2 separate regions of the Sus scrofa genome follow, and region 2 is linked to region 1. A link is a contact called in public HiChIP or PLAC-seq data. All regions are on one chromosome and are shown on one strand. The core of a region is the stretch at or near the end of the contact, and the rest is flanking DNA. Distances in the headings are between cores, read along the strand shown.

Region 1 (4,736 bases), core at 1,594-4,093:
GGGGAGCGGGGGGAGGGGAGGGAAAGCGGGGGAGAGGAGGTGCAGAGGTGGCAAGAGTGGGAGAGTCCTGGGGACCAGTGGCCCGGCCGCAGAACCAAACCACAGCTGGGGCAGCTGACCCTGGAAGAAGCCACCACGAGGGCCGAGGCAGCTCCTCCACAGAACCTCTGCTCTAGGAGCCAGTGCTGCCAGCGCCAGGCCAAGCTGCTTGGCAGGCCTGTCCCCTGCTCGGCTGCATCTTGGGGCCGTGAGTTCTGGGGCCTGGAGTGTTCTGGAAAATTCCCCTTAGCTAAACCCAAACCCAAAACGCAGTGGCTCTCTGCCCTCCAAGCATCCTGCACTGAGAACCCCAACTTCAAAGCCACAAAGGTTCTGCCTCTTCTCTCTTGTTCCTAATCAGACTGATAACCTGAGTGGGGGCCTGCACTGAGCAAAGCCTCTTGCTGAAGCCTCCTGCTGCCACCCCTTGTCTGACTGGCAGGCGGGGGCTGGAGCTTCTGGCAAAAACAAGGAGTCAGGAGGATCCTCCAGGAATGACTCAGGCAGGGAGGGTCTGCACCTGCAGTGGCCCCCCCCAAAGAGGTCTTCCGGCCCCACTCCGGACCCCACCTGGAAGCCAGCTCCTTGCAAGAAGGCACGTGGTGGGGCCAGGTGGGCTTTGGAGGAAGGGATGTGGGGGGAACAGGGCTCAGTGTGGGCGGGAGGCAGCAAGAACTTATGGGTTCGGCGTGGGCTTGGTATAGAGTATGGCTTAGCCTGGGCTGGAAGAGGAAGTGCCAGGCCCCAAGTGATGGGACTTAGGCAGGCAGGCTGCGACCACCAGGGCCAAAGCACTGGTGGGCTGAGAAGTGGACAAGAGCAGCAGGTGGAGCTGGGAGAAACCCAGACCAACCATGAGCCTGGCCATCCTGCCACATGCCGCGTCAGGTCTCTTAAGAACCCATGTGCCCAGCCACCTCTAGGGCAAAGCAGGTCCCCATCTGAACTCTTGCTTTGCTTCATTTGAAAGGCTGTATGAACAGCCCCCCTCAAGACTCAGAGGGATGCGGGAAGGGTGTCAGGTCTCCGCATCTCCGGCCTCCTGCTGGGCCTCCAGTCCCACGCGCCACACCCCAGGCCCTGACTCAATGCCCTTGCCTGCTAAAAGCCTGCTGCTGCTGCTGCTGCCACCAGCCCAGAGTCAGACAGCTCCCACCTCTGCTGCTCCAGCCTCATGCCTGCTAGCAGGTCCCAGATGGCCCTGGGAGAGGAGCGGAAGGTATGATGGGACATGACAGTCCAGTGTATATGCCAGGGCTTTTGAAGGAATGTCCTTATTTTGATGTCAACACTTGAGAACACTTGCCTTTCCCTCCACTGTGTGTACATGTGCTTGATTTACAGGCTCTTGCCCCAGGGCTGGGGGCTCAGGGGGCTGGGCCTCAGCATCTCTCTAGTTTCTGGGGCTCCTGGTCTCTAAGCCTTGCAGAGTCACCTGAGCACCTCCTGAAAACATATACCCTTGTGCACCACTTGTGGCGATTATGATTCACGTATAGGAAATATGAGGAAACAGGTATTTTTAACTCACAAACCAGTGATGCACAAGTGGTGGGGAACCGTAATTGTTCTTCAACAGAAGGTGTCGTTTCTCTAGGCTTTGTTTGTGCTGGTCCCTATACCTAGAATGTCTTTTCTACTAATGGAAATGTTACTTTTCCAAAAAAGCTCAAAACTGTAGCACCACCTCCTCCAGGAAGCCTTCTCTGATTTTTCCCAAATAGAAGTTCACTATTTGAACATCACTTAGGGCCTGCAGAACACAGTGAGTCTCATCCGGCTTGTTTTATAAACACCTGTGGAGGTATCCTCCTCCCCAAATGAGAACGCAGATGGGCTTACCGGTAAACCCCACAACTCGAGGCGTGCCTGACAATTCTTACCCAGAGAGATCGTTCTCAATCACCATCTTCTGAAGTCCAGCTGAGATGCTGCTGCTGCCAGAGCCAGGCGTGGAGGCCAAGTCGTTGGTCCCTGTGAGCTGCCCACTGCCTGGGGTGCTCAACGCTGTGTGGACGTCCCTTAGGATTCGTGGCAGAGGCCCCAGTTTGGATACAATGCTCTGCAAAGACAGAGCAACAGGCAGGTGTGATCCACTGCAGCCACTGTGTTCGAAAGTGCTGAGTCGTCAGAAATGCAGGCCCGCCGCCCTGCCCTGCAGTCAAATCCAGCAGGTCTGGGAAGCGGGGAATGAGCCTCAAATTACATTCCTACCAGTTCCTCAGACATTTCTGGGACAAGACGGGAGGTCCACGGGGAGAAATGCTCACCTTGTCCAAACCCTCCACCCTCACTGGTCCCAGAGAGGAAAGGCCACGGGGGACCCCAGAAGTTCCCCACCTACACCTCCCACTGGAGAGGCTTCTGGGACACTGCCCCATCAAGTCACCTACTCCACAGGGTGGGCTGGACCCACCTTAACACCTGAGTCCCCATGGCGATGGCCCAGGCATGGAGCAGGCACCACTAGACAGATTACAAATGGCTGGTCAGGCACAGCGTAGTGACTGGGCTCATCTGAACCTCACTGCCCTGGTTCAGACTGTGGTGCTAAAGGTTCTAGGCCGGGGAAAAGGGACTCTGCCTTCACCTGCTTAACGCCCGGCTTCCACCTAGGGTTTTGTGCAAAAAGAAATAACTCACATGGTCAAAAGAGAAGAGACGTGAGCGGCCAACAGCTCAATTTTAAATTCTGCTTCAACGCTGTCAGCTGTGACGGCTGCTGACCGTCTTCCCTACCTCTTGCCTGGCCACACAGATATGGAGGACGGTGGCTGGCACAGGGGCTAAGTGGTGACAGCAGAGTGACCAGTGCTGGCAGCAGTGGAGGAAAGGGACTTGACCTCATTTCCATTTCTCCCTCCTGGGTCTCTTGCAGCCAAAGGGCAACAGACATAAAGGAACAGAAATGACTGCAACAGCATCTGTTTGTAGTGAAAAAGCTGGGACTGATCTGAGTGTCCAGAGACATAAACGGTGCAGTCATATGACTGGACAGCCTGTGGCCATTAGAAAGGTCACAGTGAAGATGCAGCATGTACTGTGGTGGAAAGACGCCCACAACAGAGAAGTGAGAAATGCACATGGCACGCACAGTTCTCCCTTTAACAAAAAGGGAAAGAACTCTGCCTATGTGTACTTAACATATGCACAGATATATCCAGAAGGCTGAACACCAGAGAGCCCTGAGTGGTCACCTGTAGGGATGGGACAGGAGTAGGGAGCCTTCCAGCCCTGCCTCAGCAGTAGCTACTTTTGTAAGATGATCTCAGAGCCCTGGGAAGCAACAGATGCTCTGGATGTGGATCCTGGGAGGCCCAGCCCTTGCTGCCAAGAACCTGTTGGGTGTGGGCTGGGGCCACTGGGGGTAGTGGAGCCCCAGGCCACAGAGGCTCCCCTCCAGGTGGCTGCAGCAAGGTCGGGGGGTCTAGGAAATAACCATTTCAGCTGATGGTCAAGGGCAGTTCTGGAAAGGTTTGTAATATCCTGCCTGACATGTTGAGGTGCAGTATCTTCAGAGTCTATCTTTTTCATATCAGCGAACTTAAAACCCAGAGCAAAGACATTTTCGGAGAAGCAGCTAAATTCGATCACATTTCTTACAGGTAGGGAGCACACCTTCACCCGTGGACTCCACCCACGTGATGCAGTGTGCGTGCAGACACAGCTGCAGCCCCAGCACACAGAGTGGGCTCTCCGGGCGAGTGGACATAGCGCCCCCTCCAAGGAAGTGGCCCCAAGATCCCCTGGTGTCTGCCGACAGGGCTCGGGCAGGGCTGCTGATCCACGCCACACAGGTGACCCCTCTGACCTCTGTGGTTACGCTGTGGGAGGAGGCGCAGCCTCCAGCGCCCCCTCTGCCCTGTCTCGGCCCTGTGCGGATAGGCACCTGCTCCAGCTGGCTGACGGCCTCCCAGAGCAGCGAGTGCAGGCTGGAGAGCTCACGGCCCAGGTCGATGTAGCCCTCGAAGCCAGCTGTGTTGGAGATGGTCTCCGGGTTGGAGATCTCCAGCAGGAAGCGCTGCATGTTGGTCCACTCGTGCTCCAGGAACTGGTTCATGAACGACATGTACTCCTCCTTGCTGCCAAATCTGGAAGTGGAGCAGACAGGCTAAGCGCCCTGGGCCCCGCCCAGGAAGCCCCTTCTCTGAGACCCTCACCTCCTCAGCTCCCACCCCTCCCCGCCATTCGCTCCCCAGCCAACTAGTCCACTCTGACTTGGGGTCCTCCTTCCTCATGGGACCTGGAATGCTCCGCGGCCCTCGCTCCCCATTCGCTGCCGGTCACAGTCTCCATCCTCTTCCCCCGATGGTCAACGGCCTGGGGGCAGATGGCTCTCAATCCAGGCCTGGCCAGGTCTCTCTGCTCAGCTTTCAGACACGTACTCCGTGGGCACCTCCCTGTGTCCTCAGCTTGGGCAGACCTGAGGTCGCCCCCGTCACCCCGCACTGGCCCCCTCCTCTAGGACTCGCTATCCCCAGTGTAGATGCTACAAGCCTGGCGGTGGTCAGTCAACTCCTCCTTCCTCCTCCCCCACAACTGGCCGAATTTATCTTCTAATCACCCTGACCCTGCGGCCACCCTGACCTAATACTGCCGCCGCTGTGCTTTTACGGGAACCACAGCTTTGCTCTCCTCCCAGCCTCCTGGCTGCCAGTCCCGCTCCTTCTACCTCCCCTGCCCCACTGCTGCCAGGC
Region 2 (4,261 bases), core at 650-3,149, 250 kb before region 1:
CAGGTAACCATCATCCCAAATTTTATGTTCATCATTTCCTCTCTTTAAAAAGAATACTTTTATTATACGTGAATGTATCCCTAAGCAATATATTATTTTGTGTCACTGGTTTGTGAGCTTTATAAAAACATGACCATCAAGCACGTGGGCTTCTGCAACTTTCTTTTCCACCACATGTGGCTGTGGATCATCGGTTCCATTTCATTTGCACTGCTGTGTATCTGTGGTAAACGCGTGCAATTTGTTCATCGGTTCTTCTGTCAGTGAACATCCGAGTTGTTTCTAGTCCTTTCTCTAAGGCTCTGGCGGGGGAATAACGAGTAACGTGGAACAAGAAGGGAGGGGAGGCAGTGGGACAGCATTGCTGATGGACGGGACATTCGTTTGACGGAGAGGAGGCTGGTCCTAAGCTGCAGCCATAAATGCAGAGGGACGACCCTGAGGGCTGGGCACCGGTCAGCAGGATTTCCAGGAGGCTGGCGGAAGCCTTGGGAGGGGACTTCCAGCATCGATCAGTCCCAGGAAGGGCTAATTGTCACCCAAAGATCTGTCCTGAGGCATTTGGATGCCAGGCTTTGGTTCTCAGGCAGGATGTCCAGCTCAGCCATCAGTAGTTGGCTTAGGGCATTAGAAAGCGGACACTTAGAGGCAGGACCAGAGAGAACCGGTCCCAGCTGGAGCCTTTGGAAGCTTAGGGTGAAGGGCTAGTTGCAACGTGGAGGCCACCGGGGGTCAACCCGGGGGATTGTGTGGTCACATCTGTTCGACAGTGACAGCTATTCCAGGAGTATCATGTGGGCCCGCGTGCACGGCCAAACCACAGAGGCCTGGCATGGCGCGGGTGCAGGGTGGAAGGCTGGGGCGGTGGCTTTGCAGCTTGTCTCACTGTGGACGGGTGGCTTGGGGTGCCCATGGGGGTGGAAACCAGGGGCCCACGCTGTGGGGGCTAGAAGGCCAATGGGGCGGGAGCCACTGGTTTGGACAGATCACATCCGGCAAAGGGAACCACAGCCCTGTGACCGTTTCCTACCGCTTGACCACACTAAGTGCTGCCAGGCCTGGGGTCAGGAGAGGAGCAGGGGCCAGAACTGACCCCACCCCACTCCTGGGAGAAGCCTGTCCTCTTCCCAGCCGGGTGACCTTGGGCATGTTTCCTCACCACCCTGAGCCTGTTTCTTTCTCTCTGAATCACCTCTACTCTCTTCCCTACCTGCCTTCTTTGGAGTAAAGTGATGAGGGTGAAAAGGTATAAAGCCTTAGATGACTGAAATCCATTTTACCGTGCATCTCAGAGTCAAAGAGATTGAAGTCCTTGGAGTTCTCTCCTGCTTTCTCTATTCTTAGCACTTGTGAAAACACTTGTTTGTTTGGATCTCAAACACGTGAACTTGGAACCCGAAGATTGAGGGACAGCATGTGCTTCTGCCATCGACTCGCTGTGTGATCTTGTCTTAGTCTTGTCTGTGCCTCGGTCTCCTCGCCTACCCCACAGGTTTGTGAACTAATTCACATGAGACAAAGATGAGGAAGGGCTTTGCACACGCTACTGTTGTACACATATGTAACAGATTAATTCCTTGTCACGGACGCCCCTTTTGCTTGTAGCCTGGGCCTGGCCCAGACGGCAGCCTTCCAGGACATAAACTCTAGCCAACAAAATTACATTTATCTTAAAACATGTGACTGTGACCCCTTTCCAATCACAGCCACAATAACTACTTGGGAAATTGTGATGGCCCGGAGCAGGGGCTGGCGCGGCTCGTCTGTGGGCAAGTTTCCTGTAATCTGTTGCCTAGGAACGTGGCTGCCCTGTCATTCCGGCCTGTCCCCCTGTCATTGCCCAGGCAGCCCCCAGCAACATATCCCCCGTCCGTCTTCTTGAGGGCAGTTCTGTGACCCTGGCTTAAACAGCCAGGTCCATCTGGTGTTGATGATTCATGTGGCAGAAATGCACACGCAGAGCAACGGTTTCCAGATCAACCTTCGTGAACATTCTACCCCAATTTCATTGCTCGGTTTCTCTCGTCCTCTAGCTCTGAGTCTACTTCTCTCCTTGACCATGATCCTTTCCCTCCGGTGTCTGGAGGAGGCACCTCCTCGAAATGCTTCTCCTCTTCCTTCTTTGCTCTTTTGACCTCCCCCTCCCCGTCAGCCCCAGACATTCCCCAGGAAAAAGGTGACGGAGCAGTGAGTGCTTATGCACCAGCCTGGGTTTTGTTCCTGGATGTCCTGGGTTTGCACTAACCCTGGTTCCTCCTTCCAGCAACTCCAGCTGGGGAGCTTGGCAAGTTAGCCTTTTCCTGCCTCAGTTTCCTTTTCTGAAGAGAGAGATAATATTTGTACCTGCCTCCCAGAGTCATTCACAGATGGAGTGAGAAAAGCCGCGTGGAACATCTGGCCCAGGACCCAGCACGTAGCAGTCTCTCAATAAAAGGTCATTATTATGACATTATGTGTTATCTGTGACAACAGTCCTTCTCTGACTTCCCGTCGTGACTCAGCGGAAGCAAATCTGACTAGTAGTATCCATGAGGACGCAGGTTTGATCCCTGGCCTCCCTCAGTGGGTTAAGGATCTGGCATTGCTGTGAGCTGTGGTGTAGGTCACAGATAAGGCTCGGATCTGGCACTGCTGTGGCTGTGGCCTAGGCCAGAGGCTATGGCTCTGATTCAACTCCTAGCCTGGGAACCTCCATAAGCTGAGGGTGTGGCCCTAAAAAGACAAACAAATCTTTCTCAAATGGGTCTATGAAGCAGTGTCTTGAACTAATGGGAAAACCATGAACTAGTAACATTTACAATGTCATGGAACACCGGTGTTCCAAGGAGCACAGTTGGAGAGACAAGTCCTGGCACTGGATGCCTCCCAGCCTCGCCCCAGCCTTGCTTCTGCATCCTTCCTGAGCCCCGAGGGCCTGCCAAACAGAGCTGATTTCCTGCCTCTTGTACGTAAGTTGTGTTTCCCCAATTCTGCCCTCTGCTCTGTCTTGGCTTGCCAGGCTCTCTCCTCATCTCACTCTTGTTTGCAGTTCAATGCCTTCTGACAAGGTGCTGCTCAAATCCTACCTTCTCTGTAAAGCCTTCCTTGACCACTTCTGACATCTAAGCTTTTTTCCTTCTAGATGTGTTTGCTGGTCACCCACTGGGACAAGCCTTGAGCTAGCTGTGGAGCCTGTGGTTATGGATAAGAGGCAGCCCTACCCCTAAGAGGTGTAAAGTGTAGTGGGGAAGCCTGGCACGTGGGCATTACCCTTCCATGTAATGAATGCTGCCCAGGGGTGGGGGTGGGGGCAAGTACAGGATGCTGGGAGAGCACAGAAAAAGGAGCAGTTAACTTTGCCAGTTAACTCAGTCAAGGAAGGCTTCCTGGAGGAAGAGATGCTTAAGCTGGAGCTTAAGGCATGAAGGAGAATTTGCCAAGCAGAAAAAGGTGAGCAACATCACACCCTCCTGATTTCCCCCCTGCTTTTTTGGCTGCTGCTTCTCAGCCCCTTCTGCACCTGCCAATGATGGAGATCCCAGGACTCCAGCTCCTCTCTTACCTACAATCACTCCCTAAAGGCCCTCTTCTAGCCCCATGGCTGTAAGTACCAGCTATGTGCTGTTGACTCCTGTATTTGTATTTCCAGTCTTGAGCTCTCCCTGAACTCCACACCAGTCTATCCAACTGCCCACTTTAATTTTCTCCTTGAGTTTCTAACAGACATCTCACACTGGACATGTTCAAAATCAAACCTTGATTTCTCTCCTAAACTTACTCTCTCTGTCTTTCCTATTTTAGTAAATGAATAGCATTCAGTTAGACCAGAAACCTGAATCATGCTTATTTCTTCGTTTTCTCCCTTCATACATCTAATCCATAGCGACTCTTGCAAATATACTGTAAAATGCATCCTAAATGGAACCACTTTTAACCAACTCCACCGCTTCCAAACCAGTGTAGGCAGCCATCACCTTGTACTTGTATCACTGCAATAGCCTCCTAATTGATGTCCCTTTTCCCACCCTTGCTGCTTATAGCCTATTTTTCTCATTGTAGTTAAAGGGATTCTTTTAAAACATGTCAGATCAAATTACTTCACTGTGTAAACTCTCCGATGCCTTTCTCATTACACTTAAAATCCTGGCTGCTTACCATGGCCTACAAGATGCTACATGATCTGTCCCCTGTCATTCTATCTGACCTCATCTCCTCTCTCCCTCTTGCTCACTTCTTGATGTTCTTCAAAAGTGGCCCCTGTTTTGGCTCTTCCCTCTGCCTG

The links. HiChIP or PLAC-seq counts read pairs in DNA pulled down with a chosen protein or histone mark.
Region 2: a contact with region 1 is called in an H3K27ac HiChIP or PLAC-seq map of skeletal muscle, with 5 times the contacts expected there. The contact joins two enhancer-like sites. A contact is called at or near these places in 5 of 47 Hi-C or Micro-C datasets (embryonic fibroblasts, heart right ventricle, psoas muscle and 2 more) and 1 of 2 datasets of contacts at active chromatin or transcription factors (skeletal muscle).

The regions. Positions count from the first base shown.
Region 1 is chr1:261,842,303-261,847,038 of Sscrofa11.1, reverse strand. It overlaps DAB2IP (disabled homolog 2-interacting protein), which reads right to left. Exons shown (of 18, transcript XM_003353636.5): 11 at 3,929-4,130; 12 at 1,923-2,101. Among named protein-coding and RNA genes, the nearest start is that of DAB2IP, 110 kb to the right of the region's middle. Within about 2 kb of position 2,843, at least 1 of the 83 cell types and tissues checked has an H3K27ac peak or open chromatin away from gene starts, as enhancers often do. A contact at or near this core is called in skeletal muscle, where this site is marked.
Region 2 is chr1:262,091,984-262,096,244 of Sscrofa11.1, reverse strand. All of the region lies in intron 5 of TTLL11 (tubulin polyglutamylase TTLL11), which reads left to right. Among named protein-coding and RNA genes, the nearest start is that of TTLL11, 110 kb to the left of the region's middle. Within about 2 kb of position 1,899, at least 13 of the 83 cell types and tissues checked have an H3K27ac peak or open chromatin away from gene starts, as enhancers often do. A contact at or near this core is called in skeletal muscle, where this site is marked.